2 separate regions of the Arachis hypogaea genome follow, and region 1 is linked to region 2. The links are chromatin contacts, called in public Hi-C maps. All regions are on one chromosome and are shown on one strand. The core of a region is the stretch at or near the end of the contact, and the rest is flanking DNA. Distances in the headings are between cores, read along the strand shown. Region 1 holds the start of LOC112797066. Region 2 has its middle 15 kb from the start of LOC112797062.

What was found. A called contact is a pair of places that touch in the nucleus more often than the background predicts.
Region 1: a Hi-C map of an unstated tissue shows a contact between it and region 2, with 2.6 times the contacts expected there. The contact joins the promoter of LOC112797066 here to the enhancer-like site in region 2. A contact is called at or near these places in 2 of 8 Hi-C or Micro-C datasets (leaf and an unstated tissue).

The regions. Positions count from the first base shown.
Region 1 is chr4:101,411,118-101,417,310 of arahy.Tifrunner.gnm2.J5K5, forward strand. It overlaps LOC112797066, which reads right to left and starts at 4,929. Exons shown (of 3, transcript XM_072234686.1): 1 at 4,451-4,929; 2 at 3,832-3,961; 3 at 2,912-3,703. The coding sequence starts at 3,930. The coding sequence ends at 3,446. LOC112797065 reads left to right here and starts at 5,263. Exons shown (of 3, transcript XM_072234687.1): 1 at 5,263-6,193. The coding sequence starts at 5,450. LOC112797064 (a long non-coding RNA gene) reads left to right here and starts at 78. Exons shown (of 2, transcript XR_003199573.3): 1 at 78-661; 2 at 893-1,420.
Region 2 is chr4:101,314,630-101,321,341 of arahy.Tifrunner.gnm2.J5K5, forward strand. It overlaps the pseudogene LOC112795086. Among protein-coding and RNA genes, the nearest start is that of LOC112797062, 15 kb to the left of the region's middle. Within about 2 kb of position 3,177, at least 1 of the 3 cell types and tissues checked has open chromatin away from gene starts, as enhancers often do.

The DNA of each region.
Region 1 (6,193 bases), core at 3,679-6,178, 98 kb after region 2:
TGTGGTCAAAGCTGTGACAAGTGTGCCAAATTGAAGTGATTGCTTTAGTTGGGATTAGAAAACTGAGCCGAGCTGACATTCAGTTGGGCTTTGGGCTCAAAAAAATGGACTTACTATAGAGAGTTTTTTGTTTTTTTTTATGGGAATGTTATAATGGAGTAATTTTTGTTGGGATAACAAAAACATAGTGGCATGGAAAAAATTGTTGCGAGTACAAATTAGATAAAAAAATTTGTGAATAAAAATTTTTGGGAATTGTACTGATCCTGCTTTTTCTCTGGTGTGATCCCATTCTCACGCTCCCAAGGGAACACTGTGGTGGTGGCTTGGCCACAATCGGAGAAACACACCATGACCGACTTGCAGCCGCCACCGCGTTCGTCTCGGAAGCCTTCGCTTCAAGCACCGCTCATCTGTTCCTTCTTCCTCCTCGGTGCCGCCTCCTCTGTTTGCCGTTGTAGCGTCGTCGGCACCGCGTGAGAGCTCAGATGTGGTGGTTTGGGTGGTGGTCACGGTACCGTCACCTCTGTTGGTGATGAATCGGCGAAGTTCACCCTCTCCATCGCGACCACGCCGCATCGAGTCCCATTACCGTTACCCAAATTGGTCTCATCCACTGCTCGTACATCCACCTCGACACCGTCAATCCCAATCGCGCTAGGTAATTCCAAATATGCCTCTGAATCTTCTAATTGGTTAATTGCTTGTGTTGTCTTGTCCCGAATTGCGAAACCCTGTAATGTTGATTGAAATACTGGATTGATTGGAAATTTGGCTTGTTCTGTATTTGCTGTGAAAAGTAGAACTGACGGATAGATTTGAATTTTTGGGTTTGAGATTTGAATTTCTGCTTGATCTGCACTTTCTGTTGAATCCTCTTGTTGTTGTTAAGGTAGGAGGATCTGTAGATGTTCGCTCGCAAATGAACTGGTTGGATGTCATTTCCTTCAACTAATCAGACTAGATATCTGTTTGTTGTCAATTATGCTTTTCTCGGAAGAAGTCCTGTTAAGTAATTATCGCACTAAGTCTATTTGGGTCGTGCAGAAGATGACGACACTAACTTTTTGCTCCTTTTGGCTGTGGATTCAATGCCCTTTTGCACCACCTTGTTATGTGTCTTGGGTAAGGTTTAGCACATGCTAGAACCTATATCCCGTGTTTATGTCAATAGTGTAATGGAAATCAACTGATGTATGACTTATAAACTTTGTTAAGTTGAACTTAGGGGATCAGCTGCTCCTATAGCAACTAAAACAAGTCCATTCATGCCTTGGGTGATTGGCCTTATTTTAGTTGTGTGACTCTGAATCCATGAATCCTTGCGTCGTATCTTGTTTTCTTATTCGCACAGGTAACTTAAATAGTTACTGACAATATGTAGATTTTCAATTGAGTTGGCGATATCATCCTTTCAAAATCGCGTAGTGACCTCATAAATTAATTTCTTGCTTAATATTTTTAGGTGTAGTTCTTTCACTCGACTTTAGCTATGGAGGAGAATTAAATCTCCCAACTTTCTTGCTGATTATATTTGTGCCTTGCCGCTTTTGTTGAATACGGAATGAGGCGGTTAACGTACATGTCTAACTTATTTTACATTTAAACAGTATTCATTTATCCCAATTCTAATAAGAACGGTCAGAAAGATGAATAATGTAGATAATTGAACAAGTCATGTCCAACATAAAGGAGTTTTAGGAGAATGAGAGTTGAGTTAATAGCAAAGGTTCAGCTACTTGGATGGGCAATAAAAAAAATCCACGCAACACAGAATTGTATAATGAAAAGAGAAATGGGAGTTCTCTATGAACTTTAAGTCTTTTATCGTCCTTTTAAATCAGATAAAATTATTTAATTAAATCTTAGTTAACCACATGGCTTTGTTGGAGATAAACATGTTGATAACTTAGTTTAAGTTAAGTATTAATTACGAAAAATTCTCTCATTTCCTATCAACTTCAGAGAAAAGTTACTTCATCATTCTCTGTCATTCCCTTAGACCGTGCTTCTCGAATTTTATTATTGTTACAATACCCTAACAAGTTACGAAAATATTTTTTAAATACACCCAAAATCTCAAATTTATAATTTAAAATTAGACGTTAAAAACATGGTTTCACCTCTAAATCTTAGTATTTCTTACTTTTTATTATTAGTAGGTTTTTTCATGAATTACATATTTGAATGTGTTAAAATGATTAAGATGTATCTCTATAAAAAATGTGTTAAAATGATTAAGATGTATCTCTATAAAAAATAGTTTTTCTTTTCGTTTATGACACATCAAAAGTGTTTTCTAAAAATTGTTTTTAAATTGTATTTTGTTAGTCATCTAAAGTGGCGAAACTGAAATGAAAGTTTTCAATTTTGAATCTTTAAATTAAGTTTCAAAATTATGATTTAAAATTCTAAAATTCAGCTTTGAAATTTTCAAGTGTAAATTTTATACATTTTTTTATAACAAAGAATTTAAAACTGATGCTTATTAATTGTTTGCACCAGTTGCGTAACTCAACCTAAGCTGCATGTGGTATCTTGTATGTACTCCTGCTAAATGTTAATTGAGGTACATTTGGACAAGGTAAATTTCAGGTTATAGTAATAGTAATTGAGAAGTACAGTGACCCAATAAATCTATACCAGTCTCTTGTTTGTACATGGATAAATGTTTCTGAAATTTAATAAATGAGTACTCTCATGTGCTTGCTGTACTCATGCGATGACTTCACTCTAAAATCATCTTTGGGGTTGCTTGCTGTACCCAGGTGGATTGCTTTGAGAATCAAAACTTTGGATTGTTACATAACACAGATTGATTCGGTATAATGAAATTGCACATACTTGCAAATGAACCACCCTATTCTATGGGTCAAGATGATGGTAATCACCATGGTTACCTCATATCGAATATAATAACCTCATTTAGATTAAGAAGAAAAATCTTCACACAAAATTAATTGACAGTGCGGGATTCATCTCTTTAGAAACATTTAACATATTCAGTTCAGTTTGGACATTTCTTTACCTGTTGCCAACACACACCTTCCAATTCCTTCATAGCATCTCACCCTTACCATAAATCCTTCTTTTACGTCTAAATTTAGCATACTCTTGTTCGACGGTTGTTGCTTTCATTGCCAGCATATGACACCTGCAACAGATTAAAATCATGGCTTAACATCGACTGTCTGCTGTAAACGAATTCACATGCTTAAAGAATTTTATGCTTATGACATCTCCTCCTGTGCGCAGGCAAGTACTCCAAAACTTTTCAGGCAAAAGATGATGGTTATGGTCATCCACAAAACGTGCCACAAACCACTTTCCTGTGACAATCCTTGACTTTATCCGCATCTCGGCAGGACACCCACAACGGGTGACAACCTTGTGCTCTCTTTTGTGATCCTGCTTTTCTAACCATTTCTTGTCCCGAAAACCTTTTCTATTGCACAAATACGTAATCCGCACAAATTTCTCTCTTGTTTTTTATCTTCCTACCTTGTCGAACAGCAAAACCCTTCACCCGACTGTACTCTTCATATATACGAGCAGCTTCCTTAGGATTGTTGAACTCCATTCGCAAAAAATCATCAGCCGTTATTGTCGTAACTTCAGCAGCGTCCATTACATTCTCAACACTTTGCTGTCCTCCAGCTACCTCAACGTCATCATCTTTCATTCCCATATGTTGTGCTATTTCCTGAAAACATAATTAATTCATGTATTGAGTTCACATTGCCAAACTTAAATAATGAAGCTATTTGCATATTCACATTGGATTGCCGCATTGTAAAATGCATCTTTTAACCAAACCTCCCTACCACATACCTCTTCGAAGGCAACGTCCCCCACCCTTTCACTCACTCCATCCAATACCGCCTCATCCGCAAATGCGCCTTCCATCCAGCACCCAAGAACCTCTTCCATTGCGAATCACTTTGTCTGACCTGCACACCACCTAATCTCAATGGCTCAAACCAAGCAGGTCTTGAAATTATTATTTTTAGAGATATCTCATAAATTCCAATTTCAACAAGCAATTATTTCATGCAACCTGACTGAAACAAGAACAATTCACAACCATACACCTCAAACACTATCATTAAACCAGTAATTTCAATTTCATGATCGTTCACATTAACTCAACATACTCTTAACATGCAATAATTAACCATTTTCCTGTCTCACTTGTAATCTCCCACTCAAACCCTTCCCAAATTTCAATTCCTAATGACCACGTTGCGAGCACACTCCCAACATTACTGCAGTTCGCTCATTCATACTTTCCACTGCATTAGCAGCATTACCCACCTCTCCTACAATCCAATACTCAATAAACCACCATCAATGCCTCACAATACACCATTCTCAATTGCAAGCAAACTATTAAACATGTATATACTTCATCATAAACATCATCTACATCTAATGTGTCTTTATTACTAACTTTAGTTGTAGTATTTGTCCGTCTAACTTTGTCCACTTTGGTCTCGATGCATTCAAGTGAAATTTCCTTCTTAAAATGATGGTCCACCGTATCCAACATCCCCTAATGCTGCCCGTTGCACCCTCCGTTGCCATTTCTACCGACCCTCAAACCTTCACCGTCTTCCATTTCTGACACCACTGGAAGCCCCAATTTTGCTAACTAGCGCATTCGATCCCAACACCAACTTGGTTATTGCTCTCTCCTCACTTCAATCCAGTTGAGTCTGTTACCAACTTGGCTATTGCTCTCTCCTTATTCCAATCCAGCTGACCCTGCATGTAATTTCCTAAATAAAAAACGATGATGTTATTGTAATTTGAGTGTTTGTATAACGACAAAAAAAACACTTCTACCCGTTAGTGCTAGGAATAGCGCTATTCCAAAAAGGACAATGGCACACCTGATAACTTTTCTATAACTTATTCGGTTACTCTCTATAAATGACCTGTTAAGACAAATTTCTACCTATTAGTTTATACTAGAAAGTATTTTTGTAGTCACTAGCCAGTAGCCACCAATCAATTCAATAAGACAGTAATTACTCTAATACCATGCAAATGATTTCAACCCCATTGTCCAAAATATTGAAATAATGAATGTTTAACTCCATCATCTAAAATGATATGAGAATCCACCATAACAGTAGCGGTGGAAATTCATCTAAAATTCCTAATATTCACGCCCCATTTCACAAGCTAGAACATGGAAAAATCTTCCGACAGAAAGGGACTAACATGGAAAATGTATAACACGGCATGAAATTATGAGTTTATGACATTGTTTTCTCTGTACGAGCATGGTTTACTTTGACAAATATCTCCACTTACCGAGTCTAAGTCTGTCTCTTTGATCATGCCGTGCTCAAAACATTTCTATGCTTTTGGTCATTCATTTCTCTGTCTCAAAACTTTCTGAGCCTTGAGTTGTGTTGTGTGGTGTCTCTTCAAATAGTGTGCAATGAACATTCCGTTAGTTTCATGGCTTTTCTTCATATTCTGCTACTGCTGCTGGACTCACCTTGCTGTTACTGTCACATTGGTCCATGGCCAATGTCTTGAGGATCAACAATCATTGCTGCTTCAACTAAAGAGCAGCTTCGTATTCGAGCATGAACATTCAAGCAAACTGGTGTCCTGGAATGAAACCATTGATTGCTGTCGATGGAAAGGTGTAACCTGTGATAACAAGGGGCATGTTTCTGGTCTCGACCTTAGCGAGGAATCAATCTGTGGGGGTTTTGACAATTCCAGTAGCCTTTTTAGTCTTCAGAATCTCCAAGTTTTGAATTTGGCTACCAACAACTTCCATTCTAAGATACCATCTGGATTCAGCAAGTTGAAGAACTTAACTTATCTGAATCTGTCATATGCTTTCTTTGTGGGGGAGATTCCAATGGAGATTTCTCAGTTGACAAGGCTAGTTACTCTTGATATCTCCTCATCCATTGAACTAAATATTCCAAATCTGCAGAAGCTAGTCCAAAACCTCACTAGGATCAGGTACTTGCATCTTGATTATGTTGATATAAGTGCTTCGGGACAGGAATGGTGCAATGCTTTGTTGCAACTACCTGGCCTACAAGAAATAAGCATGTCATATTGCAATCTCTTAGGCCCCCTTGATTCGGCGCTTCACAAACTTAAGAATCTCTCCACGATTCGCCTTGATGGGAACGACTTCTCATCTGTGGTGCCGGAAACC
Region 2 (6,712 bases), core at 1,927-4,426:
GATAAAGTATTATTTTAGTCTTTAATATTTTATTTAAATTTTGATTTTATTTTTATTGTTTAAAATATTTTATTTTTATCCCAAATATTTTATTTTAGTCTATTTTTGTCTTCTGCTAAAAATTTATTTTTAAAAAATATATATTTTTTCCTTAATTATTATCTTCTTCTTGCTCTTATTTTTCTACTTTTTTTTAATAATTAGTTTATCCACCGCAAGTCTAATATAGAAAGTGAGCTATAAACAATCAAAACATCCACACAAATATCAAAGATAAAAATAAAAATGAAGCTAGAATTAACACTTATGGTTAGAAAATAAATATAGATCACAAAACACAATAAAAAATAGAGTAAATACCCTTTTCGGCCCCTATCTTTTTTGAAAATTGACAAGTCACCTCCTAACCTTTAAAAAATAACAAATTGACCCTTGTCTTTTTCTTTCGGCCCCTGTCTATTTCTTTCGTTAGACACATCGATCCTTCTGTGACCAATAGACAGGGGTCGATGTGTCTAACGGAAGAAATAGACAAGGGCTGATTTGTCTAATGAAAGGGTTGATGTGTCTAACGGAAGAAAAAGAAAGGGATCGATTTTTTATTTTTTAAACGTTAGGAGACGGCTTGTCAATTTTCAAAAAGGACAGGGACCGAAAAGGGTATTTACTCTAAAAAATACACTAGACTAACATAAAAAACATGTATCGGCCTTAAGATCTTAAACATCACTAGCTTGCACTCTCCTATAATTCCAATTAAAAATTCAGACGCCTTTAAAAGATATTACATATAATAGTACACTTTCTCCAAACTCGTATTATTGCTGTTAAACATCTTGTTATTTCTGCACTTCTGAACATCCCAAATGTTTGCAAGAAAGAGTATAATTCATACATGTTTTTCCTTCCTCAAATGCATGGCAATCACTCAAAACTCAAAGCAACCTCACATTACTAGACCACACCCAGCACAAACACCAATCGAAGAAAATATATCTCACAATTTTTACAAAAATTTACCAATAAAAAACAAGTGGTGCACATTCTCTTCTTTCTCTTCACATATAACACAATAGCTTATCAAAGATGAAATAATATTACACCTTGCTAGTTTTTCTCTTGTATTTAATTTTTTCAAAACTACAAACTAAACAAATAATTACACTCTCAAAGGTACAAAGACTTTTTCATAATTTTTTAGTGAAGTTATACATATTCAGTTCACTTGTATGCTCGCTATTCATATACAAAATTTGTAAGAATGACTTAACTGAAATATTCTCTTAATATACTTTCATATCATTTTGTGAATAGTCCTTTCGTACACACCTACCCTAGCCAACAAAAAAAGGTCTTAAAGGTTCTCCTTTTACCAAGTTTTCAAAGTTCTTTTCCATTCCAAATTTCACATCTATGATAAATCATTCCAAAAGCTACAATCATTTATAGTGTCTTTCTTGTTGGTAGATAACATAAACAATCCAAGATATCTTTTCTTAAGAGCTCTCTCCTTTAACCAAACACTATACCAAAACTTTGTTCTCGTCCCATCATCCCTCTTCTAGTTACAATCCCTGTTGAAAGGTATCCACTAACTTCAAATCACGCTAACCAACCTTCATGATATTTCCCTATATTGCTCCACCTTTCATATGTGAATGTTGGGTTGCACACCAAATGACACAACTTGATTATATGAAAAATCACCTTCTGAAAAGGGGACTCCTTCTTTTGAAATCTTCACTGCTATTTAAATAATAGAACATAATTTTTCATGACAACATCACCCATTCTAAGCCCACCCAACTCCTTAGGTTTTTGAATTCTTTTTCATCTAACTATAGGCATTCTCTACTACCATCCCCTTTACCCTAAAAAGATCACGTTTGAAGAGAAATAATATTTTTTGCCATAGCCTATAGAATTTTAAACATACTCAAATAATGCAAGGACAAACTATTCAACAAAAATAAAATCAATATTAATTTTTCAACTTTAGACAAGAGTTTATCTTTTGACCCTTTGGCCTCTCATCTTCTGGCAGAGATCCCCCTTCACGGTATACAATCTCTGCTCCACCACTTCCGATGGTGGTAACATGAGCGGATTACCATTGACACAGAGCTTCTGGAGCTTGTTGAGGCAGCAATAGAGGGAGATAAGGAGGTGATTCTGTTGTAGCTGATGTCAAATTCAATGAGAGAGAAGAGGAGGCCAATAGAACAAGGAAGAGAACGAAAGAAGTTCTGGCTGATGTTGAGGGTTTCGAGGCTGACGAGGTTTTCAAGGTCATTGGGGAGGGAGGGGAGGCAGTTGAGGCGGGCGTTGAGGACCTTGAGAGAGATGAGGTGTGAAGTGGAGCGTGGAAGGAAGAGGAGTTTGTTGGAGTTCACTAGTAGCTTCTTCAACTTTCTCAGTTCCAAGCCAATGTTTTCTGGAAGTTGTATCAGTTTGTTGAAGTTGGCATTCAGTTCCTCCAATGATCTACAATCGTCAATGGTTTTGGGAAGGTATTCGATGAGGTTCTAGCGACATTAAGCTTACAAAGGCAGCCAATGAGGTTTGATAAACTTCTAAGCTGGTTTGTGTGCACATCCAACACCACTACATTCACCACATCAGTGCCAGTAACTGTCACATAAGATTTCTTTCGTCAAGTGTAATCAGGGAATACGATGGAGAGGTCGTAATAGCTCACTTTTAGAATAGACAGGGACCGGCATGAGTATATTTTTTGACGAAAATCGTCTTATCCTAATTTAAAATGGACAGAGACCAAGTTAAATATTCACTCTAAATATATAGAATAATTTGGCATGAAGATTAACATCCGATTTTTTACAGAAAAATTCTAACGATAATATGAATATAGCATTATAAAATTATTCATTTATCAAAATTTAGAATGTATTATTTTTCATAGGGTTAAAATTTTAGATTTTTAAATTTAGTTTGAAATTTCTTGAATCTCTTCCTTTCCATCTTATTTTATTTCTTTTTTTACATTGGACTAATTACTGTATCTTTTATTTGTTTTATTTTTTTTAATATATCATTGTTTCAAAAACTTATTAGTAAAATGTCACATTTTTTAAATCATTTATTTGAGTGCTACCGTTTTATCACAATGACACTTCATACTGGAAGGCGCCTCACTGCCTAGCGCCTTACACGTGAAAAACACCATTGCAGACGTGTCTTTACAAGAAAAAAATGTCTACGCATATATCCCTTTATTCCCTTCTTCCCTAATGCTTTCAAGTAGAAAAAACGGCAAACAGAAAAGCATCTCTCTCCACGTACCAACATAGAATCAAATTGTTCCCCTGATTTATGAAATCGAACACGCTCATTTCCTAGGATCAGTTGTTCTCATGGCTTATTATGAACAATCCATAGAGCAACTATTTTTCTTTTTCATATTATGCACAATCTATTTATTTTCTCACTTTCATGTTTTTTTTATAGCTTATGCACATTTCATTTTTTTTCTTAGAGTACCTGACTTTTTGTACTCCATTAATAATCACGAACAACAACATCAAACAATAATAACAACGAGAGTTATCCAAGATAATTAATAATAAAGGTAAGATTGGAAGATCATTGCTATTCTGCTTGGAAGAAATAATAAGAAAAATAACATCGATTTGACTAAAAAAAGTTATATATGGTTTTCTATGGAAAAAATGAATTGTGAATATAATAGGCTAATTGAAGAACTAACAACCATATTAAATATATCCTAAAATCAACTTAATTACTAATATACAATATGTATGCAATATATAATATATATTAAAAATAAAGTTAAGTACTAATTTGATATTTAAAAAATTTAATTGCCGACAAAAAATTTTTTTGGAAGACAAAATAATATCTAAATATTTTTTGAAAATAAGACAAAAAATAACTAATAAATATTATATTTTTTATAAGTGACGTAAACCTTTCATATTTAGCAAATAATAATCTATCCATTAAATTCAAATTTTTGTGGTAATATTTGAATGTGCTAAAAAAAATTTAGAATAATGAAATTTAATCTCTAAATTTTTCTTTTTGTTTTAAAAAAAATTGATCATTCATAATAAAAAAATTTAAAAATAAGTCATTTGACATAAAATTACAAATTTTGAGGATGAAAAAATTTTATTTTTTTAATAATATTTACAAAAAATTACATTAAAATATAATATTTGAAGTCTTTTTTTTAAATATATATTTAATATTTAATTTTTTTGTCACATTTTTTAATTTTTGAGAAGTTTATTTGTCTTTAACATTTTTTGTGGTTATTACTGCTAGCGATATAAATTTTTAGATATTATTTTAATAATTTATTTTTTTTAAATAAATTAAACTATATATATATTTATATATAAATATACTGGTGATTGATGTTTGACGTACACTTAATATTGAAAAAACCATACTAATAAAAAAACCAATCATGTAGATAAACCATAAGAGCAATTTGATTCCAACAAAGGAGTGAAATCCGATTAAGGTGGTGGAATGAGAGACATTTTCTCGTTCGATATTTTCTTACCTAAAAGCGTCTTGTATTTCAAGTTTTTAATATGAAAAGTGCTACACGTATAAATGTTTTTTCCAACATTTTTAAGAGGAAGACACTAGCATACCAAAAAAACTCTTTTATTTAGTTTGAAAAGTTGTTTTGCAAATTATATTTAGGGTTAAATATGATTTTAATTTTTAAAATAGGGACTGAAAATTTTTATCGTTTCCACTTTTTTTTTTTTACTTATAAAATCGATTATAAAATTTAACTTAATTTTAAAATCGTCATTTTTACCAAATTTTTAATTTTTATTCTAAAAATATTCTTAATTAAAAAATAAAAAAAGAAAAAAATGAGTTAAATGGGAGAAGGGATCATAAGGGGGGAGGAAGAAGAAAGGGAAAGGAATTACAAGGGGGAGGGGGGGGGGGGGGGAAGTGGTCGTCGTACTGGGTTCGTCGCCACCGTTGAGCCGCGTCGTCGTACTGGACTCGTCGTCACCGTTGCTGACCGCGAAGAGAGATAGAGGGATGCGCGAGCCGAAGGGAAGAGAGAGAGAAGGATGCGCGAGCTGAAGGGATTCGCATCCTTTATTGCCGCCGCTGCCGCCATTGTCGTCGGTCCTCGTCTCTCACCGTTCGCTGTTGTTTCTCTCTATTCGCCGCTCGTCACTGCTCCCCGCGTCCTCGCCGCTGTTTTGCTGGTCCTCCCCACTCGCCGTGCTGAATTGTGGCTTGTTCTGTAATTTCTGTTGACGTTGCTTGTAACTGCTGTGGTTGAACTAGTAAACCTTCTTCTTCTGTGTGAATTGGATTTCTTGTTTGTCTTACATAATCTAAATTTGTTGTGGAATATCTGAATTTTTTGATTAGTGATTCTGAATTTGTTGTGGAATATCTGAATGTCATGCTCTGTTGATTGGGTGAATCTCTACTTCTGATTTGGCTTGAACCTGGAATATTGATGCTGTTGAATTTGTTGATTATTGTTCAAGGTTGCACAAATTTTAGTACAAGTTGCTTGAATTTCTTTAAGTATTTTGGTCCGTTTTTTATAATTTGAATTCATGTTTTGTAAACGAGTTTGAATTTGATCCCAACTCGGATCCGAGGAATTACCATGGAAACAAGTTTATGAAAGTCACTGAGCAGGGATAAAGAAGATGAAGAAGTAGAGCAAAAGAGGAGATGACGAAATTGTGATAGGGTAAGGGTATAATTGTCCGAAGGACGATTTTAAAATCAAGTTGAATCTTAGGGACGATTTTGTATGCAAAAAAAGGTTGGGACCAAAAAATTTTCAGTCCCTACCTTAGGGACCAAAATCGTACTTAACCCTTATATTTAATATTTTAAACAATGGCTAAAGTACCAAAACTGACCATTAAAGATTATAACACCGACAATTTTGACCATAGAAAAATTAATAAAACTAACTTGTGACCATAAAAAATGGATTCCTATAGACAAATATTCAAATGCTAAAAATTTATCAAAGATTTTCAATTTGTCCTTCTAAACTAATTTAATCACTCCCAATTCTTTTTCCGAACTCTCTCTTCCCTCATCTACTCCACCGTGGTTTTTTCTTTTCACTCTCATTTATTACTTCTCAAACACGAATTAAGCTTAACTCTACACTCTCCAATTTCTCAATTTCCAATTTCAATGGCCTCCTTCAAACCCTTTAATTTTCCAAAATCCAATCCTAGTTCCGCCATGGATACCACCACCACCACCAATAGATGACGCCAATAATTTCAGCATCACCAATTCTAGTAACTCATCGCCGCACTCTCAGAAAGCTGATAACAATGACGACAACAACAATAATAATTCTTTCATCGGTAAACTGTTTTGCTCTCCTTTGCCATTGTAGCCACCACATTCAAGCTAAAATTCTTGTGTAGCCAGGATAGAAAGATCTAGCCCCGTCCTGATGACAACTAGCTCACCTACATCGGTAGGGACACTAAGATTATTATTGTAGACCGCCATGTCAAATTCTATGTCCCACTTCTAAGTTCTACCCCGTTTTTAACGCTAATGTCTGCTTAAGTACCATTGCTTGTGCTGCTCTCCACTTAGACTCGTACACTTCAGGCTCGTCTTGTTTTTTCTCCCAACACCACCACCACCAATGCACCTCTTCTCCCCATCCTTCAATTATAACCAAATTTAGTGCCAG